4 separate regions of the Sus scrofa genome follow, and regions 2, 3 and 4 are each linked to region 1. Evidence: chromatin contacts called from public Hi-C and targeted proximity ligation data. All regions are on one chromosome and are shown on one strand. The core of a region is the stretch at or near the end of the contact, and the rest is flanking DNA. Distances in the headings are between cores, read along the strand shown.

Region 1 (7,947 bases), core at 2,541-5,040:
TCCTGTTGTGGCTCAGTGGTTAACGAATCCAACTAGGAACCATGAGATTGCAGGTTCGATTCCTGGCCCCACTCAGCAGGTTAAGGATCCGGCGTTGCCGTGAACTGTGGTGTAGGTTGCAGTCTCAGCTTGGATCCCGTGTTGCTGTGGCTCTGGCACAGGCCGGCAACTACAGCTCTGATTAGACCCCTAGCCTGGGAACTTCCATATGCTGTGTGTACGGCCCTAGAAAAGACAAAAAAAAAAAAAAAAAAAAAAAAGTTGCTAGAATCCCTTCTAGAAAGAGACAAAGTGTAGATCAATCCTAAGGGCTTTACTTATCCAATACGGACAAACAACCTAAAATGAAGAAATGAGATGAGTGTCAAAGGTTTGTTTTTGTTTTTTTTTTAAAGCCTAAAAGTTATTTAAATGTTAGGTAATGCTATTTATTTGTCACTGGTTTTCATCAACAATCAGGACCAAGTGCACATCTGTATTTGAAGGTCTTAGCCCCAAATAAAATTGGTGCCACCTGAGTTAAAAAGCAAATTCAAATGCCAAGAGTTCTAGGAATTGGTGGTTCACTGTCAAACCTGCTCAGAACTACACCGTAGGCCTGCAGTCTGCATGCTCACACCGTCTCATATATATGATTTCCTGCTGCATTTGATTAGGCAAAACTGAAATTTCTAACCAAGATGTGACCTGACATTCTTTACTTACAGGGAAATCACTGGTTAAAAAACTCCTTAGCTTTTGGCAACTGTTCAACCAAATTCACTGGCACAGGTTAACTTTATTTCCAGGACTGGTGCAATTCTAACTGAGTAGCAAGAAGGGGAATCCTCCAGCTATAAGGACATACTTGTTCGAAATGTACTAATCTTCCAGTTTCTCTTACATTTTTCCCTAAATCTAACTCAGGAGGCTAATCGAGAACATACACATACAAATTCAGTCTGAATGTGGCATTTTGGAGAAAAACCCCAGCTGAGTACACACCAGTGTGTTTCAGCTTTGCTACAAGAAAAATAGTTATGCATTATACATGGACTATAAAGGCATTTTTTGCAAGCCTTATTTTAAAATGTTTGATTTTTAGGACTTAAAATGTTCCATGTGTTTAGTATTTCTTATTCAGCTAGACTAAAGAAAAGTGGTTGAAAATTCAGTCTCGGCATATGTGTGGTATATGTCAGGAATGTTTAATATACTATTATTTCTAGAGCTATGGAGTTTGTGAACACAGCTTTCACATTCATCACTGGTTGCAGTAAGGGGTCACTTATTCAATATATATTTATTGAGTACCTACTATGTGCCAGGCCAGCAGCTGTACTTCTGATTAGACCCCTAGCCTAGGAACCTCCATATCCCATGAATGCGGCCCTAAAAAAATTAAAAAAAAAAAAAGGCTGAATGTGAAAAAGTTTGTGTAATTCTCTCTGTGTGTTTTTATAACAAGAATGTTCATAAGGCCCATGAGATTTTTAAATGAGTCTGTTATTTAAGACTGAAAACCACTCCTCTTGACCAATGCTTCTCACACATCAAATGTACACAAGAACAATCTATATTTCATTGGAATGAAGATTCCAACTCAGTAGCTCTGGAGAGAGGCTTGGCGCTGCTGGTTCCAGGACGATACTTAATGGCAAGAGGCTAGAATATTTTAGTCTGCACTTGTTTGCATACACTGGCTTGTTGCTCTCTACCTCCTAAATAGATTGCAGGTTTCTACTGACACTTCTTGGCTCTTCTCTCACAGTCAGGACTAATAGAAAAATAGCCCACCATCAGGCCTGATAGATGCTTGCTCTACACATATGAGTGCATTAATTGAACCTAATTAAGATATCTTCTCTAGGTACACTTTCTTCGTCTTAGGCCCCTAAGGTTTTTACTGACTTTTCAAGGTGATAAACTTTTCTGTAACCCAGAGTAGAATCTCAGAACCTCTAAAATCTTCCTAAAGCAAAACTTTTCTCTCTCTTCCACAGTGAAATCAAAATCTAGCAAAACTAAAAGCAATTATAGTACAGGAAACACCCTTGTTTGGAAGGATAATCCACTATATAGGGGCACTCTCCCTCCCTGGAGATGTTCCATACCAAGAAGATGTTCGGTGCAAATAAATAACATGAACATCAAACAGGCATGGATAAATCAAATCGGCACCACTAGGCCCCTGAAGGAGTAGGTTTTGGATAAACTGTTTACAGCCCAGAAGTGAAGTCTCATAAAGAAAGGACAGAGAGGGAAAGTCTCTAGAAGTTGAGGAATGGTATAGAAAAGTGAAAATGGAGTTTGAGAATAAAATTGCTACCTCAAACAACTTGCCCCTCTTATGTTTGCACAAGCTGTAAAATAAGTAACTCAGTTATATGGAAGTAAAGTCTCTAACAGCAGCTAACAACAGAGCAAATGAAAAAAAAATTTCACACAAAAGACATGCATAAAGAATGTCTGTGTGCAAAAGGAATTTTTCATGTGGTATTTAATAAATATATATGCATACTATTTGTACTTATAAAAACACCATGTGCAATTAAAGCTATGCATAAATATTTATAAAAATACTTTCATCTAAGTAAGCCAGTAACATTTAATATTTTTCAATAAATTCATACATAAAATACATACATTACTGCCAAATGGAACATATATTTTGAAATATGAACCCCTGGTAAAACACTCAGGAATCTGGAGTAAAATTCAGGTATCTGCCAAAGGAAACTTCGGAGTAGTTGTCATTTGAAGAAAGGAAACAATGCTGGGTCTCTTATCTTCACCGACTGTTTTGCTTGTCAGATTTCTAACATCACTTCAGCTGAGTTTTGTATTTGACTTCCAACTTCATGGCCATTTGACCTGCCAACTATTATTTTCTTTTAACACTCCACCCAAGTATGTTGCTTTCCAGAACGGTTGTGTCCGTTTCCTTTTCACTTCACCTTAACATCAGCCGAGGGTTACAACGAAGACTTAATGTGCACCCTCTAAGGTTTCAGATTAACCCAGGGGCATTATGGTGACGACCTGATGCTGATATCGCTCTGGAAAGTCAAGGTTCTCCTGGAGGATCGCTCTTTGTGCCAGGATTTCCATTCAACCTGAGAATCCCGGGGCTGGGGCCAGGCTGCGAGTGCTTCACTCTCGCAGGTTCCAGCCCCCACCCCCAGGCCGAACGTGCGGGCTGGGACCTTACCGCCGGAAAACGCCGCCCTTTCCTGTCGCCTACTCATTCCCCAGGCCGAGAACTCAAGGACGAAGAGACGGAGACGGATTAAGAAAATTAACCAGGTCGACGCTTGGCCTCGAGGGAAGCAAGGCGGGGCGCGCAGCGGCGGTGGCTGGAATGACCGGCGGGCGCAGGTGCTGCCCAGGGCGGAATTTTACGCTCCTGGGCCGGCAGCTGCGGTACTTGCGCTCGTCTAGAGCAACCGCCACCCGCTTCCAGCTTTAGCCAAGTCTCTTTGAGGCACCCCGCAGGAGAGGAAACGCCTCCCGGTGGACTGGAAAAACCTGCAACATCGGCTGTTCGCGTGCCCACTTGCTCAGCCGGCACCCCCGGGCGTCTCTTGTGCGCCAAATCCACTCTCCGGGTTTTGGCGACATCTCCAAGGGGTTTGGGCTGGAAACTGACAGAAGCCCCCCCCCCCGCAAACTGGAGCTGAGACTGGCCCGGGGACCCAAGGCTCGGCCGGCGCGGCGCCGTCAGGTGGCCTCTCTTCCCCAAGAGTCCGCCGCCCGCCAAGCCGGAGCCTTGCTGGGCTGGATCGACTCGTTGGGAGGAGGAGAGGTGGGTGTACGAGGTTTAGTACAGGTGTCCGGGGTGCAGGCAGAGTCCCTTTGTCCTCTGGCACCCAGCAGCCAGTGCCTCTTTGAACTGGGCGTCCCTGCGACCTTCCTTTGTGCCAAGGGAGCGGAACACATCTTCTCGGAGAAAAGCCCCACCCCTGGAGGTGGCGCTGGGGCGGTAACAATAAGCGCCCATTGTCCGCCAGGGGCTTTCAAGCCCGGCAGCTGGCGACCGGGGTCTACCCGCCCGGGGCCGGAGCTCAGGTACTAAGGCAGGGTGGTGCGGCCAGCGACCCACGGCCTGCGCCCCGCCCCGGCCCGCCCCCTGCGCCGCCGGCCCCGCCCCGGCCCGCCCCGCCCTTCGCAGGTTCAGCCCTGGCGTCCGGCTGCAGTGCTTTCAGTATAGCTCGCACCTTCCCTCTCTCTCCACGGTGGCTGCTAACGGCGGGTTGCGCAGCGGAGGGGCCCGAGCTGGGGGCAAGCCGGGAGTCCCCGGCCTTGGGCGCCTTCACGCAATCTCAGAGCGGATAATGCTGTGAACTGGCGCCGCGCCCGCCGACCCGGCTGGATCTGCGCGTGGCGGGCAGGGACTGCGTGCGCCCTCGGAAAGTGTCGGTGCCGGGCGCCTGGCCCCGGGGCCAGCGGCTGGGATCCTTGGCGCCGCTGGTGAGTTGCCGTCTGCCCACAGCTCCTTTTCTGCGCGTCTGTGAGTTCGTCCGACCCGCGGCCGTGGCCGCTTCCGGCGTGCGCGGGGTCTAGGCTTGGAAACGCACGGGGAACGGTTATACCGAGGGCATCACCTTCCAGCTGGTGTCCTGAGGACCAAAGGCTGTATAAAGCAAACTGAGAGGGGTGCGGGCGGCACGACCAAGACGCAGAGCGCCACCGTTTGTGCCCACCACTTTTCAGGGTGGGGCTGCGCGGCTACACTGCCCCCTCTGAGCCATTGACAGCCATTCTGGGCGCTTATTGCATTTTTCCATCTGAGAACAAGCCGCACATGGCTGCCGCTCCCCTCCCATCGTGGACTGGCACCAGGGCCACACAAGGGTGCACCGCGCAGAACTGGGATGGCAGTACCCGCTGGGCGTGTGTCTCTTCTCTTGATGGGGGGCATTGTGGCAGGGGCTCCAACCTGCAGATCTGGCAGTTGCTTTTTTTTTTTTTTTTTTTAACGGTGGTTTCTGAACAGCTGGATTGTTTTCAAGGTTTGCCTTTTGTTTTGTTTTTCCCTTTTTCCTTGAAACTGCCTTGATACAGACAAGTATTAGACGTGTGAGGACGAATGGATGAGGCCAGTAATTTTTTCATTGTGAATTATTATAGTCCATCCCCCTCTCGACTTCGGGAGGCATGTGTTTCATCTTATAAATAGAAAGTAGCATATTTTTTGGCAGGACCTCCTTTATACTGTACAGTCTAGGAGAGGTCAGTTTAAAAATAAATATGCACTTGAATGTTACGTTACCGAGAGCCAGGCTGTGGCTGGGACAAGCTGCGTGGACAGCAGCATCAAAGCCGGGAACGCAGCTGTGTTAAAAGGAGTAAAAGCCCCAGAGTGCAACCCAGGCTGACAGTCAAGTAATTACATTTTGTTAAAAAAAAAAAAAAAAAAAAAAGTGAGTGAATTAAAATGAGGGCAGCAATAGGAATGTCAGGAGGGTATTGCAACATGAATCTTTCCAGAGTTGGTGTATTTGGGGGGAGTCAGTGCTGATGTTTGCTGAGGGTGTAGGGGTGGTGAGGAGGGAGGTGCTGAGTAGGGGGAGGGAACTGATGAATGTGTTAGGGAGACAAAGATTTTCTCCCCAACCCCCAGCTCTTAGGCTTCACGGTTTCCTGGGGGTGCTGCTTTTAAAAAGAACAGTCTGAATTTGAATAGCAGAGCCTTCCTTTGGGACTTCTCTTCACCACACCGGGAGACAAAAGGCTCACCTATAAGCTCAGATCCCTAAAGCAATTTAAAGGGCTCCTATAATATTCTAACTTCAAAAAGATCTTTCATCTAACAACCAGGAAATGCAGTTTCTCTTCTTTTCTGGACAGTTCCTGAGGTCCTCTTTTTGATATCAGCTGAAATTTGAATGAGCTCTTGTTGACAGCTAAGAATAAGCTACACAGGTATGTTTTCAGATTAAACATCCAGAGATAAATTAGAACAGTTGTGAAATGTTTGGCATTGTCACATGTGAAATAAATGATAAAGACCAATAGTCAAACAACCAAGGAATGGTTCTTCCTTAAGTCTCCTAAAAAATGTCGGTTTCCCAATAGGCCTCAGTCATTGAATAAAACACTCAGTATGAGCCCCTGGGCTCACAGATAAGAAGAGAAATTTGGAAGCTTTTCTGGATCCACGGCAGTTTTTCCTTTCCAGTGGTTATCATCTGCAAGAGATTTTGCATTATGAATTCCATGATTGGAACATGGTGCTGTGGCTGTGGCAGCAGCTACAGACATGAAATAAGATGAGCAGCCCCTTCTCTTAAACTCTGAGCCCCTTCTCTTAAACTCAGTGGAACATGTAAAGATAGAGTAATGAGTGTTGCACTTTTTTTTTTTTTTTTTTTTTGCTTTTTACTATAAATCTAAACATGGTGCAAGATGAATAAATACAAAGCCGTAAGAACCATTGCAGAAGTGCTCACATGAGCTGGTTTGTCCTATCAGCTCTCCAGCTTTTCCTTTAAAGTGGTTTTATGTTCAACACGTTCACAAAAGCGACCCCTTTTCACTTCTAAAATTTGTGGTATTCAACAGCAATGGGGATAAAGTTGTTTTAACCTACATCACCCAAAGATTTTTAGCACGCCATAACTTTTTCACAAGCTCTTTGCCCAGAGTCATAACATTTATCCAGTAAGTGGACTTCAATTCATAGCCTGAAAAACCTCCAGGAACACTGTTCTGATTTTTTTTTTTTAATTATTACAATTCTTGCTTTCAGTCTGATTTTATTTAGGCCTGGCCTAATTTCTTTCTAACTAGAATCCTGTGGACCTGTTTATTCATTAATGGAATAAAAACTTAAATCTATTATTTAAATGCAGTATGTTTGCCAGAGAGCAAGAACAGTATGTATAATCATTTGAAACTACTAGATTGAGCCAGCCACAAAATCTTTACCAAGCACTGAAGCCCAAGATTTCTCCTGATATATCATGTTACTCAATGACTTTGGATGTTAAAGGTACTTCCTACATGGAGCCTGCCCTAGGTGCCAAGCCCTCTTCCTAGCCCTTTACTTTGATTATCTCATTTATTTCTAATAATCTATGAAGAAGGCACAATGTTTATATCCCCATTTCACAGGTGTGGAAACTGAGGACAGACCTCTTCTATAACTTGCCCAAAATTATACAGTAAGGAACATACCTAAATATTCCTACGCAGTGTAACAGAACAGTAAGTACATGTACGAATGGCTGTTTCCCACAAAGTTCAGCACCGCCTTCATAAGGAAATGAGAAAAAACAAACAAACAAACAAAAAAACACCTGAGGTTAAGAGCCTCTGAGTCAGGTTGTCTGGTTACATATCTTTGTCCTTAATACTTGTGTGCGACTTGAGGTAAATTACTTAGCTGGTACATACTTCAGTTTATCAGTTACAAAATGTAGATTAAATGAGCTAAAAAATAACGCACTCAGGACAGGACAGGTCCAGAATAGACACAATAAAAAAATGACGCTTTCATGATGCTTTTGCTGTTTCCCTAGGTGCTTAATGCTTGAACTATTAAATATTAATATTCACAACTACCTTTTGAGATGGATAGTATTGTTCTTATTTTCCAGGTGGGAACAAGGCTCAGAAAGATTTAGTAATTTGGACAAGATTACACAGCTAAGTAAGGAGCAGAATCAGGTTTAAAGTCAAGTTTTTGGGGCTTTGTGCTAAATAAATACCTCACCTTCACCACCAGAGAGAGGACCAGGGAAGCTATTAAATCTGACTCTTGTAAGGGTTCTTGGCCTCTGGCAGAGAACTCATTTCAAAGTACCCTACTGTGCAAAGGAGGGTGACAGTAATTGCTGGTCTTTGGGAATACCATTTATTTACTGAAGATAGTTCAATCTCACAGGTATGGCCCTAAGTCATTTATAGTGGATCCAGTATCAAACTGTTAGTGATAACCTGATCAGTTTAATTTATACCATAAAC
Region 2 (7,947 bases), core at 3,122-5,621, 240 kb after region 1:
ATTAAAGCTCTACTCTCACAGTAACTTTCAGGTGTGCAGTATTGTTTTTCAGGTGTGCAGTATTGTTAACCAGTCACCATGTTGTACATTGAATCCCCAGACCTTTTCATCTTATAATTAAAAGTTCATACATTATGATCACCATCTCCCCATTTTCCCCACTCCTCAGCCCTTGGCAACTACTCTTCTAGTCTCTGTTTCTATGAGTCCATTATTTTTAGATTCTACAAATAAGTGAGATCTTAACAGTATTTGTCTAACTTTTTTTTTTTTGTCTTCTGTCCTTTTTAGGGTTGCACCCCCGGCACATGGAGGTTCCCAGGCTAGGGGTCCAGCCCGAGCTATAGCCACCAGCCCATGCCAGAGCCACGGCAACGCCAGATCCCAGCCGCATCCACGACCCAGACCACAGCCCACAGCAATGCTGGATCCTTAACCCACTGAGCGAGGCCAGGGATCGAACCTGCAACCTCATGGTTCCTAGTCGAATTCATTTCCGCTGCCCCACAATGGGAACTCCTGTCTCTCTAACTTATTTTACTTAGCATAATGCTCTCAAGGTCCATCCATGTTGTCACAAATAGCAGGATTTCCTTTTTTATGGCCGAATAATGTGTGTGTGTGTGTGCACATGCACGCACGAATGAGACATCTCCTCTTTGTATCATCCATTGTTGAACACTTGGATTGTGTCCAACTTGGCTACTGTGAATAATCCTGCAATGTCAAGGAGCATATTCTCTATGTTTTTCTCTAGGAGTTTGCTGGTCTCAAGTCTTACGTTGTAGTATTTAATTCATTTTGAGTTGAAATTTGTGTATGATGTATCATAGGGGTACAATTTCATTCTTTTGCATGAGAATATCCAGTTTTCCCAACATCATTTATTGAAGAGACTATTCTTTCTCCACTGAGTATTCTTAACTCCCTAGTCAAATATTTGTTAGCTGTATATGTATGGGTTTATTTCTAAAGTCTCAATTGTGTTCCATTAGTCTACAAGTCTGTTTTTGTGCCAGTCCAATTCTGTTCTGATTATCATAGCTTTATAGTATAGTTTAAAATCCGGAATTATAATGCCTCCAGCTTCGTTCTTCTTTCTCAAGATTGCTTTGGCTACTCAAGGTCTTTTGTGGTTTATTATGAATTTCAGTATTTTTTTTTCTATTTCTATTAAAAATGCAGTTGGAATTTTGGTAACAATTCCACGGAATCTATAGTTGGTTTTGGATAGTATGAACATTTTAACAAGATAATGCTCCTAATCCTATGAACATGGAGTATCTTCCCATTGATTGGGGTCTTCTTCAATTTCTTTCACCAGTCCCAGACACTTGACTGCTAAAGGTACAGATAGTAAGTTTAGCCTCTCTGTAAAGAGGCATCAAGGAAATTGAGGGCCAATGAAATCTCATTTCCAGCCTTCTGAGTACAAGAGCCACAAGATACAGTGTCTTTTGTATGACTCCAAGCAAAACTATAAGAAAATGTTGTTGACTAGTAAACAGTCTCTATTTCTCTTTTGCTATACCCCACTCTAATCCATCCCCAGATCCCTTCCCAGGCAGGATCAGAGCCTTGTGACATTAATTATAAAAGAACTAAGGAACTGGCCTTTACACATGGGCTCCACCCCAGAGTTGGTGTAGCCCTTGGAGGACATTGTCTCTCAATACAGAACTTAGCATCAAGTTCTCCAACCATCCCACCTATGCTGCAGAAGGATGTGTTCACAATTTTAGTTGATGGCAAAAAGCAGGTGGGTGGTTATAAGAGCTATCACACACTCACATGATGGAGTATTATTCAGCCACTACAGTGTTTCTAAAGAACTTGCTATAAAATGGAAATTGTTTATGCTATAACAGAGTTTACGGCAGGAAAAAATTTCGTGTATGCAGTATCATCACAACTATATTAACAATGCAAAGAAAGGAGTCTGGCAAGAAATACACCAACCTATTAACTGTCATTTTTATGGATGGGAATACTTGGAGTAATTTTTTCTCTATTTTTTAATCTTCAAAAATTTCTCTAATCGCAATGTACTACTCTTATAATAAAAATAATAAGATATATTAGAATTTAATAGGAACCAGGATGGCAACACAGTAAGCTCCTGAAATTCCCTCTTCCCATGAACACGATCAAATCTTCAGCTACACATGGAGCAATTCCCTCTGAGAGAAGTCCAGAAACTAGAAATGGTAAGAAAATAAAAGTCAATTCTAAGAAAAAAAACTGGAAAATTCACAAATATTTGGCAATATTTATATGCTCCCAAATAATCAATGGATCAAAGAAGAAATCAACAGGGAAATCAAAAAAATCTTGATTTAAATGAAAATGGAGGAGTTCCCTGTGGTGCAGCAGGTTAAGGATCTTGCCTTGTTCATTTTAGCAGCTCAGGTCACTGCTGAGGCTTGGTTGGCTTCAGTCCCTGGCCCAAGAACTTCCACATGCCTCAGGCTCAGCCAAAAAAGAACAAAAACAAAACAAATGAAAGCAGAAACACAAAATACTGTAACTTAGAGGATGCAGCAAAAGCAGTTATGAGAAGCAAATTTATCACAATAAATGCCTACATCAAGAAAAAAAGAAAGATCTCCAATAGACATCCTAACTTTACATCTCAAAAAACTAGAAAAAGAAGGAAAAAAAAAAAACCCAGAGTTGGTAGAAGGAAGAAAGACTAATTTTAAAATAAATTGTATTAATTCAAAAGCATAAGGCTCTTAAATGAAATTATACTGTAAAAATATTCTTAAATCAAGCCAGTGGGTCTTTATTCCCATTAGAAACTAGGTCAGTAGGCCACTGAAGGATAGAAAAACAGGAAGGAAATCAAGAGGGCCCTGGCCTCTTCCACGTTATCTGCCTCTGGTGGTAGTATATGTGAGCATGTCCAAGTGCCATGGTCCCCGTCAGGAGCAATACAGATGGCCGGGATGGGTTCCAAGCAAAGAAAGCATCCATGAATTAGGGCACTCATCCCAGCTACCCTGACTCAGGGCCTGGAGAACACTCTGAGAAAGGTCAAGCCTAGAGTAAAATAATTTCCCAAATAGGTACACTTAGCTCCCTTCCAGTGTTAACCCAGGATGGATGTGCCTGATCCCAGACTCTCCTGCTCAAAGCAGGCCCTCAAGTTCTCCCATTGGAAATAAATACATTCAAATCACATCATTTAAAAATTAAGGTTAAAATATTAATAATATTCAAAAATAAAATAATTTTGTTCTCCCATCAAGCTACTAAAGCCTTCCCTTTACCATCAATTTCTTTTTTTGTCTGTTTTCTTTTTACAGCTGCACCTGCAGCATATGGAAATTCCCAGGCTAGGGGTCAAATTGGAACTGCAGCTGCTGGCCTATGCCACAGCACCACCAGATTCAAGCCACATCTGCAGCCTACCCTGCACCTTGCAGCAACTCTGAATCCTTAACCCTCTAAGCAAGATCAGGGTTTGAACCCATATACTCACAGATACTAGTCAAGTTCTTAACCTGCTGAGCCACAACAGGAACTCCAATTACCACCAATTTCTTAAAAAGTTTTCCTGTGCTGACTCTTTCTCACTACTTAGAGTGAAATGTATTTAAATAGCTATTCCCAGATGTGGTATTTAAAAGATTCAAAAAATAATAATAATAAAAATTTAAAAAATAAAAAAGAAATGGAGTTCCCGTCATGGCGCAGTGGTTAACGAATCCGACTAGGAACCATGAGGTTTCGGGTTTGATCACTGGCCTCACTCAGTGGGTTAAGGATCTGGCATTGCTGTGAGCTGTGGCGTAGGTTCCAGACAAGGCTCGGATCCCGTATTGCTGTGGCTCTGGTGTAGGACCGCAGCTACAGCTCTGATTAGGCCCCTAGCCTGGGAACCTCCATATGCCTCAGGTTCAGCCCTAGAAAAAACAAAAAGACAAAAAAAGATTGATTAACAAAATATCCAATTTGAAATCCTATAAAATTGGATTGTGATGATCATTGTACAACTATAAATGTAATAAATTCATTGAGTAATAGAAAATTAAATAAATATCCAGTTTGATATTAACCTGATAGTTAGTATTGAAAATGGGCAAATTCTCTCTTCCCTAGCTCCTCACAGTATTTTTCTAAGTCTTCAAGTTCATGTCCTGACTTAGAATGTCTATAGATAGGCATCCCCACTCCATTTTCATGCTTTATAGTCCACCTCCTACCCACAGCCTGGAAATCCAGAATCACTGCATGATCCCTTTTCATCTCCTCCCAAGAAACTTTAGGACACTCAACAGCTGTTGCGAGTTGGATTTGGCCCCCGCCTCCTCAAAAGATGTATTGAAGTCCTGACACCCAATACCTCAGGATGACTTTTTTTGGAAATAGGGTCACTGTAGGTTATAATTAGTTATGAGGTCACTCACAGGAGTAGACTGGGCCCCTAATCCAATATGACTGATATCTTTACATGAAGAGTGAAATTTGATCTGAGAAATGGAGTAAAGATGGCGAGGAGGGGAGGTTGAAGTGTTGCTGTCATAAAGTCAAGGAATACCCGGGGCTACCAGAAGTTTCAAGGAGCCATGAAGGATCTCTCCCTGGAGAGTTAGGAGGGAGTGTAGTTCTACCAACACCTTGATTTCAGATTTCCAAACTCCAGAACTTTGAGAGAATAGATTTCCATTATTTTAAGCCCTCAGCTTATGATGCTTTGTACAGAAACCCTAGGAAACTTACATAGCAGCTATCTCGAGTTCTCTCCCATACTTCAGACAATCTTGAATGCTCTCTCATACTTCAGGGCCTTTTAAAATTTCACAAGAAGGGTTGAACTTGAGGTTTTTTTTCCTTTTATGGTTGGCTTCTTTCTCCTAATTCTGTGGAGTTACCTTTTCTCTCCACAAGAAATCACCTCCAGTTTCCCTTGGGGCCTCCCTTCCCTCACTTAAAAGCTTAAAAGAGAGAATCCCTCTTTTGCATACTGAAAACCAAAATAGACTTTTACATGAAAGTCTGTTGTAAAATTAGGATGAGACATTTGAAAGTTCTATGTGAGCCATTTCACTCCACCCTGGGATATTTCATTTTAGGGAATAAGTTTCAACAAACCAAAAGTTGTATTTCTCCTTAGAAATTTTGCTAACTAAAATCTCTAAAGAGATTTCATCTTATCTCATTTCTACTTACGTTTTGTTCAGTTTATTCCTCCAAACGATTTGGACATGTTCTGCACATGATTTTACACACACACGTACAAATTTTTTTTTTAATTTGAGTAGTGGAAGTTCAGCTATTACTAGATGTAAATGATATGTAAACTTTTGATAACCTGATTACTAAAGATGAGTTTTACCTTTATTAATATGCTAGAGTTTAAAATTGTTAAATCCGCAAATATAATCTATACCAGTGGTCTCCAAGTTTTTTAAATTACTCTCCCATCAGTTTAAAAAATAGTATGTAGATACTGTAGTATCTGCATATTAAAATATATACATGCATACTATACTTCAAAATATACTGAATTTAGAATTTTTAATGGATGAAATTGAAAACTAAACATAAACAACAGTTCTTTTGTTTACATAGAGGACATCTTGAGAGCCATGCTTTGGACACTACTTGCTTACATAATAGTCCATGTGACATATGTAAACAGTAAAATCCTGAGCTACTCTAAGAGTGCTTATAGATATTTGAGGGGTATCATAGAAATTGGCAATTGGGAATACTTTTCAGACTCTATTACTCTTCTTTCACTTATAAAAAACCCTTCCCACTGTCATAGCACAGGTTAGCAGGTAGCAAAGTATAGAGACAGTCAAAACAGCAATTTCACCAAAAGATAATATTTGTAGCCAATGATGTGTTGAAGATCAAAACTTAATTTTCAGAATGATGTACATATGCACAAATAGAAATTATAGTAACATAACCATACATTGGGAGGAAAAATAAGGGTTAAGGCTCTGGTTTTAGACCAAATTGAGAGGAAGGGGGTGAGTCAAGAATGTTGAGAGTCATCTTTTTATTTTAATTTCGTACTACACAAACAGTGAGTGCATATGATTTGTAATATGCCACACAAAACTTGATGTAAATGTCTCTTTGATCTTTCCCAGATACCAGTAAGCCCATTAGTAACGCACTTACTTGATGAGAGGTTACATTCTAGAGTGATAAGTCTTTATTGCAGCTCCAGTTTATGGAGTGCTTGATAAGTACCTTACAGACATTATCCCACTCAACTTCTCAAGGTTGGTGTCCTCATCTACAAAAAAATATTAACTATCCCAACAAGTAACTCCAGGGTTGTACAGCAAGTAAGTCCCAGAGACTGGATTTTAGGCTAGGGCATTTGGCCTCAGCACTCCTATATTAACCCTTGAAAAGAAAGACCTCTTCATTCCATTTGTCATAGAAAAGACATCAGATTGCATTTTCAACAGTCCTTCTTACTCCAGTACATCTTCTTTCCTACTTGGCAAATCAGATTGAGCAAAAAAATCATTACACAAATGGTTACTCCATTTTTGCTTTTTTCCTTATCAGCCTCAGATAAGGAAACATCTGCCAGAAGAAGCGTTTGAGGAGCATCCAGAATCTCTCCTCTTTTGCCAAAAGAGGCATCCTTGAACTCCTCTGTTTGAGTTCGAGACTGACCTTGTTGTTGCTGATAATACCTTACAAGTTGATTTTACTTTTGATCTTTTTTATTTTATTGCAAGGATGCTACTAGACAGGAATGAGCCATTGACTTGGGGTGCTAAAGATTTTCTCTCTGTTTAGTGATTTGAACCTGGAGCTGAGAAATGGGGGAGATGGGAGGAAGTCATTTTATTTTTTTTTTAATGATGATTTTTATTTTTTCTATTATAGCTGGTTTACAGTGTTCTGTCAGTTTACTGCTATACAGCAAGGTGACCCAGTCACAATATACGTTCCTTTTTCTCACATTATCATGCTCCATCATAAGTGACTATACAGTTCCCAGTGCTATACAGCAGGATCTCATTGCTTATCCATTCCAAAGGCAGTACTTTGCATTTTAAATGTCCTAATAGCAACCAAATAATAAAAAGGGGTTTTTTCTTACCTAATGTTACTATATTGTTGGGTAATATACTTATGAAAAAAAATTATTGGAGTTTGAGAGGACCCAATAAATCATATTCTCTTCTCTGCCACAGTTTTAAATTTATGGAGAGAGGCAAAGGAGTAAAGCAGATAGAGAGCATATTAGCATCTCTACTATTAATAAAGGCTGTATTTGGAAACAAATCCAACTAGGAACCATGAGGTTTCGGGTTCAATCCCTGGCCTCACTCAGTGGGTTAAGGATCCAGCGTTGCCATGAGCTGTGGTGTAGGTCGCAGATGTGGCTCAGATCTGGCATTGCTGTGGCTGTGGCTACAGCTCCGATTAGACCCCTAGCCCAGGAACCTCCATATGCCACAGGTGCAGCCCTAAAAATACAAAAAGCCCAAAATAAATAAATAAATAAAGACTGTGTTGAACAGTGACAGTTTTGCCCCCAGAATGCTCTAAAATAGGCCCTAGCCCGGTGGCTACAGCTCCGACTCAACCCCTAGCCTGGGAACCTCCATATGCCGCGGGAGCGGCCCAAGAAATAGCAACAATAACAACAACAACAACAACAAAAAAAAAAAAGACAAAAAAGACCAAAAAAAAAAAAAAAGAAAAAAAAAAAGAAAATAGGCCTAGGAGTTCACCAATTAAATTGATCCCAATGCCATTTTTCATCCTTGGGAGAGTATTCACCCCGTTATATTTTCCACTGTAAACTAGTTCATCCACAGTGTCCAGTTCTGCAAAAAACAAAACAAAACATTAAAAAACACTGCAATGATTATATGCTTAGATACCATATGTTAATTTAAGCCCACTTACCATGAAGTTCCTAGAGAGAAATTAAAATCCTCAAATTACATTCCTTTA
Region 3 (7,947 bases), core at 2,066-4,565, 230 kb before region 1:
ACCGCTCATGATTTAACATTTGCATCATATCTAATAATCATGCATCAAGCTTGACCATCTTGGCTCTTTTTTTTTTTTTTTTTAAGGGCCACACCTGCAGCATATGGTAGTTCCCAGGCTAGGAGTCAAATCACAGCTGCAGCTTCCAGCCTACACCACAGCCACAGCAACTTGGGATCCAAACCCTGTCTGCGACCAACACCACAACTCACGGCAATGCTTAACCCACTGAGTGAGGCCAGGGATTGAACCTGAATCCTCATGGATACTAGCTGGGGCTTAACCTGCTGAGCCACAATGGGAACTCCTTGGCTCTTTTTTGTCAATATAAAAATTAATGCAGGATGTTCATATGCTGAACTTGACAAGGTCAATTAAAAGAAATGTTCCTATTCTGATTGGTTTCTTGGCTCATTCCTGCTGGGCCCTCTTTACATTAAACTTTACGTTAGAGAACACACCCTAGTTTGATTTTTTTTTCATGTATTAAATAAATAAATGGAAGTTAAAATCTACCTAGGAAGATCTTATTCCTGACACGGTACAGGTTTAAACAGGTGAGAAAGACTATCAACTTTTGTTTGACCTATTCTTTAGGAATTAAACCAATCCCAAATTATCTCTTTGAGGCAGGTCCTATTATTATCTCTATTTTGCAGATAAGTAAACTAAGGCACATAGTTGTCAACTGTGTCACCTAGGGGTCACCAACTAGTAATGAGAACTGTTACCCTTGATAATTCTTGGATGTACTGCTGATTTAGAGAGCAACAACAAGGACATGAAGGAGAATGCTGACTGGGCAGAGGTGTTCAGAACTGAAACACGATTTCAGAACTAAAAAAAATCAACTGAGGAAAAAATTAGAATCAATGGAACAGTTATTGGCTTTAAATATCCACAATTAGAGAATAATAGCTCAAGCTATGTTTGAGTTTTACATGTATATAAAATGGATGTGCTTATGAGCCAGTAATTTTTTTTTTGTCTTTTTGCCATTTCTTGGGCTGCTCCCGAGGCATATGGAGGTTCCCAGGATAGGGGTTCAATCAGAGCTGAAGCTGCCGGCCTACACCAGAGCCAAAGCAACACGGACTCCGAGCCTCATCTGCAACCTACACCACAGCTCATGGCAGCGCCGGATCCTTAACCCACTGAGCAAGGCCAGGGATCGAACCCTCAACCTCATGGTTCCTAGTCGGATTCATTAACCACTGAGCCATGATGGGAACTCCGTAAGTCACTAATTTGAAAAAAGTCATTCATATAAAAATAGTAATACAGAAGAGTAATAAATGAGAACGCTTGCTTGCCTACAGTATTATTTCAAAGGTTATACTATATATTACATTATTTACGTAACTTTAATAGAATTACCATATTAGCAGGATACACTTGCACTTTACTGTGTTTATAAAAACACAGTAATTTAAAAATATAGTGACTAGATAATCAGGTAAAGTGTCCCTGTTTCAATTTGCAAGGTGCTAATAATGACAATGTAAAAGAACAGATTTTATTACAAATTACTGGCATCTAAATTTAATGTGTAATAGATAATTAAAGGTTATTTGCAGAGATGAGAATCAAAAATTCTGCTGAAATAGCAAATCATCAAAAAGTTGACTCTACAGAAATCTCTACAATTCCTTTGTAGAAACTGTCAAAAATTAACTTCAGAAAACATTTAATGTTCATGTTCTAGTTTTAATTAACGTTAATCTTGAGATATGGAAATTATGCTTTACCAAGTTATTTACAATGCTTTCAGCAATATCTAGCATCTATATTCACTTAATTCATCAGCAGATTCGTAGCGGGAAATACATAAAATATAGAACTCTGATAAACTCGGGAGATGAAAAATTTCGCAAGACAGGTAAAGGCACAGTACAGGTTACAAACAACCCTAAGTTTTTAGTTTCCCAAGGGAATTGCTCTGAGCCCTTGAACTGGGCATTAGATTCTCACAGCGACCTGGATAACTTGATACTTTCGAAGTAAATTCTAATACTCACATTTCACTTGGTTTTCATTATTTTTCCTATCTTAAAACCTTTTTTTTCATCTAGGGCTCCCTCATGTTTGGCTTATTTGCAAATGTTTGCCGCACTGAAAACCTGGCCTTCATTTTGTGTAAAATAGGTAGAGAATCCCAGATTGAGCAAAACAAAACAAAACCGTTTGCAGAAGGCTGAAGGGTTAAGAAAGACCCAGGTGAGAGGCTACTAAGTGTCTCCCGAAGAAACTCATCGTGGTTTTCAGGGACCTGCCAGGCCGAGGCAGCACTCTGCCGGGTCCCCACGCAACCCACGACGGGCGCCCGCGCGGAAGTACTGACGACCTCAGCGGTTGAAGCTTGCGAGGCGCTGGCTGGGCAGGCGCTGGCTGGGCAAGCGCTGCGCCGAGGTAGCTGCCAAGACAACCATCTGCAGCGCCCAGAAGCAGGAGGATGCCTCGCAAGGGATGCGGCGGCGAGAAGGACGCACACACGACCCGGAAGTGCGGTGGCCGCCGCCGGAAATGCCCCCTCAGCTCTCGACCCCCCGGCCGCGTACGCCCGAACCCGCCGACCCGCCCGCTGCCTACCTGTGGGCGCACTTGTGCTCCCTGCGAGGGCCTTTCTGCAGTCGGAGACCTGCAACTTGAGGAGGAGCTGTCGAGAGGGGAGCGGCGGGCCGACAGTAGCCCCGGAGCCTGTGGGCCCCAAGGTCCGGCGGTGTCCTGACCCAGATAGCGGAGGCGCCGGGGGAGGAGTTCTCGCCCGCTCGCACTGTGGCTCCCGCCTCTTTCCCTCGGGGCGATCAGCTCTCGGGCGGGTGGCCTGCGCACCTTTTACGGACGGAGACCAGTGCGCTCCACCTGGCCCCTGGGCTCGCACCGGACTTTGCCGCTGGGTGCCGCCTCTCTCACAGCTCGTCTCCCAGCCCCGAGCACTGCGCCCTGGCTTAGGGCCACCGCGCCCGGCCCGGCCCGGCGGGAGGCTCGTGGCGCGCTTTTTGCCTCCAGCGCGCTTTCTCCCATCACCGGCTCCCCAAACCCACCCTCACTCGGGTTCTTTCCCTCCCCAAACACATCCTCTGCCCTAGTATCACCCTTCTTTAGTTCCCCTTTCTAAGCACAACCTTGAACTCTCCGCATGACAATCAAACGCGGAGATCTTGCACGAATTAATCAGGTTTTCCTGATTTCACTTTATCTTTCAATGATTTAAATCACCAGCCTCCTGGTCCCTGCCCCCTCCCCCCTTCTGAGTTGCCTTTAGGCAAAAACCACTATCTTCTCAGAGGCTTTTAAAGTTTGAGATTTTACCCAGCTTCACTTTCTGTGGTTTGTATAATGAAAATAAAAATCTGCCAAATAAACTCTTCAAAACTGCACACTCATTCCTTTCTGTATTGTCCTCACCTTGAGCTTTAAATTCAGGCTTGTAGAAAACTTAAGTCTTGAGTATTAAATTCCCCACCATTGCGCTGAATAGAATTAAAAACGGGTGCACTCCGATTTATCAAAACAAAAACAAAAACGAACAAAAAACGTCTATAAAAAATCGGAAGGCTAATTTCACAATCCATACACAACTGTTTACTAATAGAGGTTCTATAGGACTTTAAGATTATAAAATATTTTTTGAGCTTTAAGCAAGGTGCATTGCAGAACAAGTAAGCCTAGTCAAGTCATTTTATTAAAACTAAGTTGTATTTTAGAAAACAGCAGATTAATTACTTAGCCTCTAAGATTTGAAACCATAAATCACTTCTTTCTAAGAAATACTTCAATCTGTTATGGTTTACAAAGATATTACAATACAATGCTAATATTTGCTTTGTTTAACCAGAATACAATATAATGTAAACCTGTCTAGCAGGGTGATAAATTTCTCTTATAAGGAGATTTGTTTTCAAAAGAAATGACTGTCTCTTCAATGACACTTAAAAGAAGCTTGAAGCACCCTCAGATTTAAGCTTTTCCAGGAGTGCACTGAGTTGTTTACTGCTGCATTCCCAGCACCGCACAGAAGAGGTCTGTAATAAAAACGTGGAGTGTGAGCCGAGAACAGGGCCTTACCAACCCTCTGCTCCAAAAGAAAAAAAAAAAAAAAATGTCAGCTGCTATGGACTTGTTCTTCAAATTCAGGAAGCAGGATAAAATAGCTGGACTGTTTCTGTATGCCTGTGTAAGACTTGTTCCCTTTGATTCTGTTTCTTTATCAGCCATTGATCTTTGGTAAAGTTAAAGCTTAAAAGTCAAGAGAGGAGCTATTTTTGCCAGACCCTATTGTACAGTAACATAAAAAGGAAGATATGGCTCCATCCACCTCTACTAGAAATGTAATCTATAAGGAATGTCTGAGGGGGGAAAAAAAAATCACTAGGAATCTCAAAGATGCTGTTTGTCATGGACTGAATGTGTTCTTCCAAAATTCTCTAAGCCCTAATGCCCAATGTGATGGTATTGGGAAGTGGGGCCTTTGGGAAGTAATTAGGTCATGAGTGTGGGACTCTCTAGAAAGGGATTGGTGCCCCTATAAAAAGAATAAGAGATCAGAGCTCTCTCTCTTTCTGCCATGTGAGGATACAATGAGAAGCCAGCTATCTGCAACCTGGAACAGGACTCTCACCAGAACGTAACCCTACTGGCACCATGATTTCTGATTTCCCACCTCTAGAACCATAGGTAATAAATGTTTGCTATTTAAGCCACCCAGTCAGTGGTAGTTTGTTAAAGCAGCCCAAACGAGGACGCTTGTATTCATCGCAAGTAGCCCAGCAGTACAATCCGCTGGCAGCTATGGCGTACAGGCCATGCACAATTGTTCCCACCTACTTTTCTAGCTTTTCTCTACCATTTCCACCAGACATCAAGCTCACACTTCAGCTATAGGCAAACTGCCTTCTCACCTTTCCATAAATCACACACTTTCCCAGTCTTTGTGTCCTTTTTAGGCTGCTGTCTGTCTGGAATACCCTGCTCTTTGCCACTTGTCAAAAACCAATTCATCCTGTTTAATCTGCTTCCTTCGAGAAGCTACTCCACACATTATCCTCCTCCCCCAAAGAAATATTTCTCCACATCCCAACAAACTCTGTGGAAGGATAAGGAGTTATTTTAAATGAGTACAAAACCCCTCCCTGCTGTGCTCCTCTCTCATGTATATTGTGGTATTACCACTTGGTCAGTGATGCTGTGTCCTTGAGACTGAACCTCTTCAAGGCAAGGATGTGTTTATCTCTGTATCCCCAGTGCCTGGCACAGGGCACATATTCTCTATTGAGTCAATATCTGAAAAAATTTCTTTGAAAGTACTATGTACACTCAAGAGAAAAATATTAAGAAATTTGTAGTCCTTTATATGGTAGGAACATGAGATGTGTATGCCAAGGGTACGTGGGAGGTTTTTGTTTGTTTTATTTCTTGGGTTTTATCAAAGTGGTTTTATTTACTGGAAGAAATTGAATGACAAAGTTGGTGGAAGAAGAAGCCATTCAGGCATAACTGAAGTGCCAAATTCCCCAAATGGTGGGAGAGCCAATGTAATGATAGCCACAGTGAAAAGACAGATTGACTGTTATACTCAGTTCTGCTATGTTCTTTATGTGAATTATCTTACCATCTTCCCAACAGTCTAGTGAGGGAAATTACCTTACAGGTGAAGCTTTGCCACCTGTGCTGGAACACTGGAAGGGGATTCTTCAAGGCACCTTTCCTAAGCATGTCACACACTTCTCAAGAGACACTGTTCTGGAGTTCCCGTCGTGGCGCAGTGGTTAACGAATCCGACTAGGAACCATGAGGTTGCGGGTTCGGTCCCTGCCCTTGCTCAGTGGGTTAAGGATCCGGTGTTGCCGTGAGCTGTGGTGTAGGTTGCAGATGCGGCTCGGATCCCGCGTTGCTGTGGCTCTGGCGTAGGCTGGTGGCTACAGCTCCGCTTCAACCCCTAGCCTGGGAATCTCCATATGCCGCGGGAGCGGCCCAAGAAATAGCAACAACAACAACAACAAAAGACAAAAGCCAAAAAAAAAAAAAAAAAAAAAAAAAAAAAAGAGAGACACTGTTCTGTCTACATCTCCTACTTCAGTTACTTGGGGTTCAGCCTTCTCTGCTCCCTCCTCTACAGGGACTGAATCTCTGGATCAGAACACTTAGCCCATGGAGGGCTTCCTTGCAGGTGTTTAACAGTATCTCCAAGCCACAGGGTATAAAACTATGGTAGGTCTATCATGTTGAGTGTAGGCGAGGAATAGAGTTTGCGAAAAAATAATCCTGTGTCTAATACAAACAATTTGGGGCTTTTTCATTTTTAATTTTGGGGGATCCCTAGAACATAAGAAAATTATCTTCCAAATTTCTGAAAACATAGCTAAGACTAAATTGGACCTTCCAAGGGGAAAAAAATGCTTTCTTTGAGAAAGGCAGGAGGATAAGTTTAGTAACTATTTCCACAGGACTAAGCAATTAGTGTAATAAATTATTAATCACATAAATACAATAAAATAGTTAACCCAATACTCCTGTACTGAATGATTCTTAAATGGTAGTTTTAAAAGATGTAAAAAAGAGAAGTTAGCAACAATGTTTATGTAATATGATTTAGCAATTCAATGTGGAATCAGTTTGTTAAAAGTAAAACTACCTCTTTAGAGTATAGAATTCTTTAGAAACTTGCTATTTTGTTAGAAAAAGTAAGTTTTTGTTCGATGTCATTTCCAGAAAGGCATATATATTGCCTGATTAATACTAACCTTGGTCAATGATTATCAGCAGTTTTTTGGTGACTCGTCAAGACAGGAATGAAGATTCTTCTGAAACTGCAGGAGATTTTGTAAGTCACGTTCTTACACTGAGTTTCTATAGTTAACTTGTTCAAAGAACAGTTTTGGATACACTCTAAAATGGAACTCAACAAATTCAAAGCAAAAATCACTTTGCCGCTCCCTTCTGCACTCTTCATTTATCTTGCGAGAAAACCTTCAGAGACATCCTTGACAGTATATATGTTAATTTCATAAGCCAAGGTCAGTTTCATTGTTTGTGGTAGATTGAAAAAAATGGCAAATGTTTGTCAGTTAGACAAAATATTGTTACCGCATATGTATATACAACTGAGTTAAAATAACTGAATAGTTTGTTTTTTTTTGTTTTTTTGTTTTTTTTTTTTTGTCTTTTTGTCATTTTAGGTCTGCATCCACAGCATATGGAGGTTCTCAAGCTAGGGGTCCAATCAGAGTTACAGCTGCCGGCCTATGCCAGAGCCACAGCAACGCCAGATCTGAGCTGCATCTGTGACCTACACCACAGCTCACGGCAATGCCGGATCCTTAACCCACTGAGTGAGGCCAGGGATTGAACCCGCAACCTCATGGTTCCTAGTCAGATTCATTTCCACTGCGCCAAGACGGGAACTCTGAATAGTTTTAATTACAAGCAAAAAAATTAGAACAGAAGATTGCATTTAGGACTTGGGTAGTAAGTCAATCTTGTGAAGTTTCTCCAAGGAAAAATTGGGGTTGGCCATTTCCCAGACCCAGTATCCTCAGACTATCCAATGAAAAAAATTTTTTCCCTTTAGGATCAATATCTCTTTCAGGAGATTCAATAGTATGCAAATCAATATAGAGACAATCACTGTCCTGATGCAATAAAGACACATTAATTAATGTGCCACTGTTAAAACTTTTTCCAGTTTATTAAAGTTGTAGTCTTATCTTAAAATTAAGACATATATTTAGACCCTCATTCAGAGAAGTGAATCTAGAAAAAGATTAAATTTGCCACTGTAATAATTTTAGAAGAAAGCTCATAAAGCAAGTGACTAAACCATTTGTATTGTTACCAAAAATAATTGTTGGAGTTTCCTGACAGCTCAGTGAGTTAAGGATCTGGCACTGCCACGGCTATGGCTTGGGTTGGATTCCTGGCCAGGGAACTTTCACATGCTGCAGAAAC
Region 4 (7,947 bases), core at 1,484-3,983, 150 kb before region 1:
TCTCCGCAAGAGATTCTAAGTGCAGTCTGAGTGTGAATCACTGATGTTCATAATGAAAACCGTCAGATTCCAAATAAATCAAACCCAGGTTTAGGGCTGCCTTCGTGGGATGTATCCATGGTAGATCTGAACTGATTGTTTGAGTAGTGGCTTCTGGAAGTGGCTACAAATCTTGGATGCCGTTAGGAGTTAGATGAAGCTCTGGACCCATGAGAACTCTGGTCTTGGTGAAAATTCCCCACATGCCACAGGCCTCTGTTAGAGAAATCACCCAGAGAACACAACTAGGAATTCATTCTAGCCAATATGCTTACATGGATGTTTGTTTCAAGAAGAGAGATTTAACTCTTTAAGTTCCTATTAATAGGTGAACACTTTCTCCCTCCTCTGTTTCCAAGATCAGAGATGTCCCCTTACTTCTTGTCTTACCAGCAGTGCCCCAAGGAAGGGGCACGAGTTCCTGGTGGTGACTAAGGGAAGAGAACCACAGAGGCAGTCCAGGTCCTTCCTCCCTCCCGTCCCATTGGAAGCCAGCTTCCCTTGGAAGACTCACCTTCTGCCCTGCTCTGTTTTGTCCTACAGGGCCTGTCAGGGGGATGACAAATTTTCTAAGAATGTCCACAGCAGGAGTTCCCGTCGTGGCGCAGTGGTTAACGAATCCGACTAGGAACCATGAGGTTGCCGGTTCGGTCCCTGCCCTTGCTCAGTGGGTTAACGATCCAGCGTTGCCGTGAGCTGTGGTGTAGGTTGCAGACACGGCTCAGATCCAGCGTTGCTGTGGCTCTGGCGTAGGCTGGTGGCTACAGCTCCGATTGGACCCCTAGCCTGGGAACCTCCATATGCCGCGGAAGTGGCCCAAGAAATAGCAAAAAAAAAAAAAAAAAAAAAAACAATGTCCACAGCAAGTGGAAATGCTTCCTAATTCAGGGCACAGAGCTAGTCAGGCCATATATCTTAGCTGTTTTCATTAACCAAGGTAATACTTTAACCACTCTCTGCCTAATTTCTTGTCCATTTCTCAAACAGTTCAGAACTCAGATGAGGGAAAGCGAGCTGTTATGTATTGACTTAAATAAATTTCATCATTTCCCTTTAAAATGTCACTTTTCCCTAGCTGGTTCTGCACAGAACAAAAGAAATAAGAAAATACTCCAAATTTGCTCCCTACCCACACTATCTCATCATTGCATTACAATCCTCATGATAATGCATTAGCTTTTTCTTGACATAAAAATTATCAAACTGCTGTTAGTTCATATGTTTCTACCCAAAACTGGCAACCAGAACTCTAAGATTAATTGCAAGAACTATAAAGAGATTTTAGGACATTTCCCCCGAGAGCCTCCATGAATAGCACCAAGATGAGCAGTAACCCCAGGCTTCAGAGCCCCCCACTGCCATGTCAGGTTATGATGCCTTCTTTCCTATGATGCCTTCTTTCCTAGCCAAATCCCAAAAGAAAAGTCTTCTCAGATCTTCAGGAGTATGTATGACATGAAAAGCTCATTTGGGTAAAGGGAACCAGACCCTCGACATCTGACACTAACGAGGTGCCCTTCCCTTGGCTTAAAGGGATCTGGAGGAGGACGAGCAGATAACCTTCAGCCTAAATAAGTAAAATCATCACTGCTCTGGAATCTCTCTGAAGCATGCCCGGTTACGGTGTGGAATTCCACAGGGCGCGTGGCCCTCTTGGACTCCATCCAAAGGAGTAAGCTATCAGAAGGAACTCATCCTAACACAGGTCCCTGGGACAGTGTTCATCAGCAAGCTCCGGGGTAGCTGGTAAAATTCTGGGACTAGTCAGTTAACCACACCATGCTTGTTAATATAGTCAAGTCTCTGTTAAGAAGCAACAACCCAGTTTGTCACTCACCCATTCCCCATTCCTTCACTGCCCAGTTAGCTTCTGGCTTGTTCATAAGGCAGCTCTGGGGGTCTGACAAAATAAGCCTCTTGTTCACAAAGCTTAAACCAGAGGGTTTTCTTATGATCTGTTTTTTTTCTATCACCAGCACCTTGACCTCCTGGCATGCTCTTGGCTAATTGAAGTTGCCGAAGGCATAAGGATTCTGCTAATGGACTCAGCTCTCCCATAGGGGTCAGACACCAAGACAATGTCACAGCTGTGAAAGAAGAGCCCAGATGGCCAGGCTCAGGTGGTAAAGACCTTCAGAATCTGCCTTGAGGCTCTCAATGGCTTCAGATTGAAAACTATCTTGGCCCCATCCACAAATGTAAGGCATTTAATGACAGCCTGAAAGCACAGAGCTTAAACAGAATGATGAGCACAGGGCAGGAATTTGGACTCCAGAAGAACTGGCTAAGCACAGATTATTTTTCTACGGTATTTGACGAGAACAAACGAAGTAAGAATTTTCCTTTTGTTCGTCTGGCCTTTGGCATTGTTTACTTTCTTTTTATGATTCTCAAAGGCACTTAGAGCTCTGGCAGTGTTTCTGTCCTAAAATCTTATTGTCAGAAGTTTATTTTTCAGCTGTTTCAAATCATATCTGGTAGAGTGAGTGCTTTGCCTGGGCTCATCACTTTACCTCAGAAGAAATAAAGTTCACCCTTTAAATGACAATATTGATTGTCTACAGCTTTAAGTTTTCTGCACTTAAGCTGCAGGCTTCATTTCAAAATATGTTTTCTCTCAGCACAAAGGAACTATGGTAGAAGACTCCACTCTGCTGGTGTCTGGGTAATGACCTAACACCGTATTTTGGACTATCGCTGTGTTTTGTCAGATTTTCACTGCCTGTGGAGTAATTCTTTGTCAATGGTGGTTTCGTCAGCTGTGGTTTTGAGGCAATGAGGTTTTATGCTTGTGTTTGAATTTTTTTGAAAATATATAAGCTTTTAACATTTACAGAGCTACGTTCAGTCCTCTTTTAAAAGGAACCCAATATCCTGTTTTTCCTCCTCCTCCATCAGAGGGGATAGCGTGTACTTTACCGGCTGCCCCTCCAGAATGTGGACAGGCTACTTAAGACAAAAAAATGCACTCTTCAGTGCTGTGATGATCTCTGAAAAGCCCAGGTTAACTTAGCCAGTGTCTTCTTGACACCTATGAAAAGTCAGCGTGTGAAAGAGGGTAGCATAAGGGTTAGGAGGCTGTGCTCTAAAGCTTCACTACCTGACTGAACTCCAGCTGTTTAGTGGGTTAAAGGGTGCCCTTCCCCCAGATATGAGCACCTCCTCACCCTGGGAACCTGTGAATGCAGCCTTATTTGGAAAAAGGGCCTTTGCAGATGTAAATACACTGAGAATGTCTGAGATGAGCTCATCCTGAATTACCAGGGTGGGTCTTGTAGCCAGCGACAAGTGTCTTATAAGAGCAGACACAGATGCAGAAGAAGAGGAGGCCATGTGAAGATGGAGGCAAAGGCTGGAGTGATGCTGACCAAGGAACACCTGCAGCTACCTGAAGCTGGAAATATTCTTCCTAAGAGGCTTTGGAGGGAGTGTGGTCCTGCTGGCATCTTGATGTGGAACTTCTGAACCCCAGAACTATGAGAGAATAAATTTCTGTCATCTCAAGCCACCCAGTTTGTGGTAATTTGTTACAGGAGCCTTAGGAAACAAATACATGACTTACCAGCTGGGCAAGCTATGTAATCTCCATAAATCAGATCCCTCAAAGGAAAACCTTCTTCATAGGGTTGCTGTGAGGATAAAATGCCTTCACATAGGTGAGTGGTTCAGAACAGTGTCTGTGCCTGGTGTGCTCACACGAGTGATTTTTGTCTGTCATAACAACCGGCAAATACAACTGAACTGAGATTTCCTATCCAGTATATGCTGGTCAAAAGAGTCACAATCTGAGAAACAGGAACATTCTGGAAAAAACTACTTTGTCTCATCTCAGGGTCTCAGCACAGCTTCCTAAACAGCTAAAGAATATGAAGCAGGAGCAGGACTCTCTGCAAGAGCCTCTCTTTAAATGCCTCTAAATCTGACTGGTTTCAGAAAAGTGAAGCTTTTGAAGATGTTTCTGTGCTGAGACTTGAGAACACACGCATAACATACGACGTTTAAGTTCCCCCCAGCCTCTTGCCCTCCATGAGCTGTAAGCCGCCCATCTGGGTGGTTTCTGTAAGGTTCATCTGCCCTGTGCTATCTCCCGCAGTCCTTGCCTACACAAAACAAGGATTTCAGGCAGGCCAAGAAGCTCGGTATCAGCGCCAGGATAGAGGCAGCAGGCTCTGTCGCACAAGGATGGAGGCAGGTGGTCTGGTGGGAAGTCGTTCCGGCCAGGAGGTGCTGCAGCAGTGCCCGGGATAGACCCAATGGCCTTGCCGCACATGGATGGAGGCAGGAGGTCTCTCCATGCAGAAGCAATCAGCTCAGGACTGGAGCGATTTGGGTCGAAGGGAACTTTCCCTCAAACCAACACCTCAGTGTAACAGTTCTGACCTGGGTTCTTTTTTTTTTTTATTTTTTTATTTTTTTTATTTTTTTTTTTATTTTCCCACTGTACAGCAAGGGGGTCAGGTTATCCTTACATGTATACATTACATTTACATTTTTTCCCCCACCCTTTCTTCTGTTGCAACATGAGTATCTAGACATAGTTCTCAATGCTATTCAGCAGGATCTCCTTGTAAATCTATTCTAAGTTGTGTCTGATAAGCCCAAGCTCCCGATCCCTCCCACTCCCTTCCCCTCCCATCAGGCAGCCACAAGTCTCTTCTCCAAGTCCATGATTTTCTTTTCTGAGGAGATGTTCATTTGTGCTGGATATTAGATTCCAGTTATAAGTGATATCATATGCCTAGAAGAAACTCACCTTAGGACAAATGACCTGGGTTCTTTTAATGAGCCATTCCAGTCCGTCGCCCCAAGCGAAAACCGCTCCTGATGGTTGCCTCGGAGGCCACAATCAAGAGTCAAGTAGCAGTGTACAGGAAGTTTTATTTACACCCTCAGAGAGAAGGGACCACCCTGGGTAGGGACTGGCTCTGGCTACAACTGGGTCTCTCCTTATATTCCTATATGGCGGACCTGTTTGGGGACCCCTATTTTCTTGCCCCTTGCTCATCAATTTCCTGTCCCAACCCCACTGTGCTATCTGTGCATAAGGGGGCACATTTGGATCCTCGGATTGGTTTCGGGCAAGGATGCTTTATTTTCATGGGAAAAAGGTTATAGCATGTGTCTTTATTGTTTGATCGCAGGCCTCCTGTTTTTGGTAACAATAATGGCCCTTTTTGAATCAGCCGGGTCAGACTCCCTATCCTATCCACCTAAGTAGGAGGGCCTCCCCACCAGGGGCAAGGGGCTGTTCCTACCTGCCCAGAGATGGGAACCATGGTGGGTCTGTACAGAGGGGGCTTGTTAGTGGGCTGGCGGAGGTGGGGGATGCCTAGCAGGCTGCACTTCCTAGACTCAAATCTCCCTTCCTACTCTCAGGATCATGGTTCTATTTTGCTGTGACTGGTGTCGGGCTGCTATAACAAATACTTCAAACTGTGTGGCTTTTAAACAACAGAATTCAGGAGTCTGGTAATTCCAAGATCAAGGCTCTGGCAGATTTGATATCCAGCAGAGTCCAGCTGTCTTTTTTGTCATGACCTCATATGGCACAAGGGTGGAACTCACTCTCTGGGTCTCGTTTATAAGGACACTAATCCCAATCATGAAGGCTCTCCCTTCATGACCTAATTACCTCTCAAAGATCTCTCCTCCTTTGGGGGGTAGGATTTCAACATATGAATTTAGAGAAGATACAAACATGAAGATCATAGCACCCAAGGAGGCACAATTCTCAGTTGTTCACTAAGAAGGAGTCATTGATCCAAACCCTATGTCAATGAACACCCAGAAAGTTTTAGAGCTCAGGGGGCTCTACAAATCATTTTGACCAATGTTCCCATTTTTATTGATGGGGAAAATGAGGCTTAGCCAGGCATAGCAGCTGACTTTAGTGCACACGGGATCTGGTGACAGAGCCAGCTCTGTTGGAGGTCCCTCAAGGGGTGTTTGAATGTTCTAGTAAGTAGACCATTGGCAAAGACATGAGGGACCAGAGAAAATGTTATCACTGCCAGCAGTAGGGCTTAGTCTTAGCATCATCCAAACCAGAATCTGGTTCTATTATGGAGTGGGCCAATGTTTAGCTCTTCCAGCAACTTCCTGACTCTGCAGGGCCTCCAGAACACAAACTGGGAATGGGTGAGTGAGTAAGTGAACTTCACTCCTGGACTTTATATCTCTGACCATGTTTTCTAAAGGCAATAATAATTCCCTTTCAGGATAACTGGGGAAATCAGAATATTCCTGCCTATTATAGCACCTAATGTATAGTAGGTGAGACATAAACATTGGCTACTGTTACTTTTATTATTACTGTATGACTGTTTACTATGGTTTTGCTTTGGTCAAACTCTCCATTATAAAATGAAAATAATGATAACAATCAACCAGATAGAAGTTATGAGCATGAACTCAGGAACTAGTCTGCCAGGTTTCAAATTCCAGTTCTATCCTTACAAGGATAGATATATTATTAGGACCTTAGATATATTATTTGATTTATTTTTGCCTCAGTTTATTCATCAATAAAAGCAGGATTACTATAGTAGCAGTTGTACGGATTAAGTGAATTCATACGTGTAATGTTCTTAGGACAGTATTTGGCACACAGCATGCGCTTTATGGTGTTCATCACTTATTACTTTCACTTAGCCCCAACAGAAAAGTGATGAGAATCAAATCGGATAATACATTTAGAAGCATGCAGTGTATTCAACCGGTAATTGCACCGCTACCACCATCATCATCATTATCAAATGACTAGGTCTTTCTGCTGTCATGATCTACCCTTGTATTTGCCTAACAGTTAATGCGTATTGAGCATGTACGTAGGAAGAAGTAGTGTGCAAAGGGTGTACACATAGAATAGCACTGAGATGGAAGCTAGGTTTTCAAGGGTCTTTCAGGGCAGCTTCTACCCTGCTACTGGTAAACTATTTAGGGTGAGACTGGTGCTCTGGAGCGACAGTCTCTGCAAGACCCCAAGTGGAACGGCTCTTCGATCCCCACAGTGACCCCTGTTCTGAGAATGAGCCAAGGCATGGTTTGTTCTCCAATGGCTATGTCTGTGTAATGTGGCAACTATCCTGGCTCTGGCTGACCATCTCTGTGGTGGACCCTGCCTCAGTCTCCAGGATGTTGTAAACTGGATCTGAGGAAATAGGATCAGTCCATCTCTGGAGGTATAGCTGTGCCATTTAAGATGGGGAAACTTCGGCAGCCAAGCTCCCTGTCAGTCTGCAGTAGGACAGAGTGAAATCGATGTGCAGAAAACACCCAGGTGAGCATGTTCTGAAGCCACAGCACCCCGCTGCATTCCTGCCCTTCCCAAGGTAATGTGTATCTTTCCCCTACACCCCACGTTTCACCTAAAATGGTATTTCTGTTACTTACAACCAAGAAAATCTTCCTCTTCCCTCTAGAAACAGCCCAAGAATCTCCTGTTCTACAAAGATACCCCTGACCTCCTTCCCCATAAGGTCTAGTCTGGGCCACAGCATCTTGCAGGTCCCTCCCCAGTGTGCTTCCTAGAACCTCTATATTACTAAGCTTCTTGAGGACAGTGTTGAGGTCTTATTTGTCCTAAATTCCCATTGGCTGACACCCCCCCCCAGTGCTGGGGCTCAATAATAGTTTGGTTTTGTTTTTAAGTGTTTATGTGAATGACACAGAGTGCCCATAAACAGGTCAGACTACCTACGATCTTTTCCAAACTGGAGATTCTGTAATGCGATCCTAGGTTATCTGTAAAGGAAGATTCTGAAGGGGCTCAATGGATGGTTCCAGAACTTCAGAAGTTGATAGTTCCAGTTATACATTAAACTTTACTTCCACAGCTACATCGTTCCTTGACACAGGTGTGTCTCTAGCAGCATTCATGATTTGGAGTCATGAATTACTGGCACCACT

Evidence for each region. Hi-C and Micro-C count contacts between places; a contact is called where the count stands out from the background.
Region 2: a Hi-C map of fetal skeletal muscle shows a contact between it and region 1, with 2.2 times the contacts expected there. A contact is called at or near these places in 2 of 5 promoter capture datasets (fetal skeletal muscle and skeletal muscle), 8 of 47 Hi-C or Micro-C datasets (embryonic fibroblasts, fetal heart ventricle, fetal skeletal muscle and 3 more) and 2 of 2 datasets of targeted methods (alveolar macrophages and skeletal muscle).
Region 3: a contact with region 1 is called in a targeted proximity ligation map of skeletal muscle. A contact is called at or near these places in 2 of 2 datasets of targeted methods (alveolar macrophages and skeletal muscle).
Region 4: a targeted proximity ligation map of skeletal muscle shows a contact between it and region 1. A contact is called at or near these places in 1 of 5 promoter capture datasets (fetal skeletal muscle), 6 of 47 Hi-C or Micro-C datasets (embryonic fibroblasts, fetal heart ventricle, heart right ventricle and 2 more) and 2 of 2 datasets of targeted methods (alveolar macrophages and skeletal muscle).

Annotation. Positions count from the first base shown.
Region 1 is chr3:102,535,075-102,543,021 of Sscrofa11.1, forward strand. CDC42EP3 (cdc42 effector protein 3) reads left to right here and starts at 3,791. Exons shown (of 3, transcript XR_002342770.1): 1 at 3,791-4,449.
Region 2 is chr3:102,770,135-102,778,081 of Sscrofa11.1, forward strand. No RefSeq gene overlaps it. Among named protein-coding and RNA genes, the nearest start is that of QPCT, 49 kb to the right of the region's middle.
Region 3 is chr3:102,304,040-102,311,986 of Sscrofa11.1, forward strand. It overlaps RMDN2 (regulator of microtubule dynamics protein 2), which reads right to left and starts at 3,316. Exons shown (of 13, transcript XM_021087623.1): 1 at 2,590-3,316.
Region 4 is chr3:102,383,013-102,390,959 of Sscrofa11.1, forward strand. No RefSeq gene overlaps it. Among named protein-coding and RNA genes, the nearest start is that of RMDN2, 80 kb to the left of the region's middle.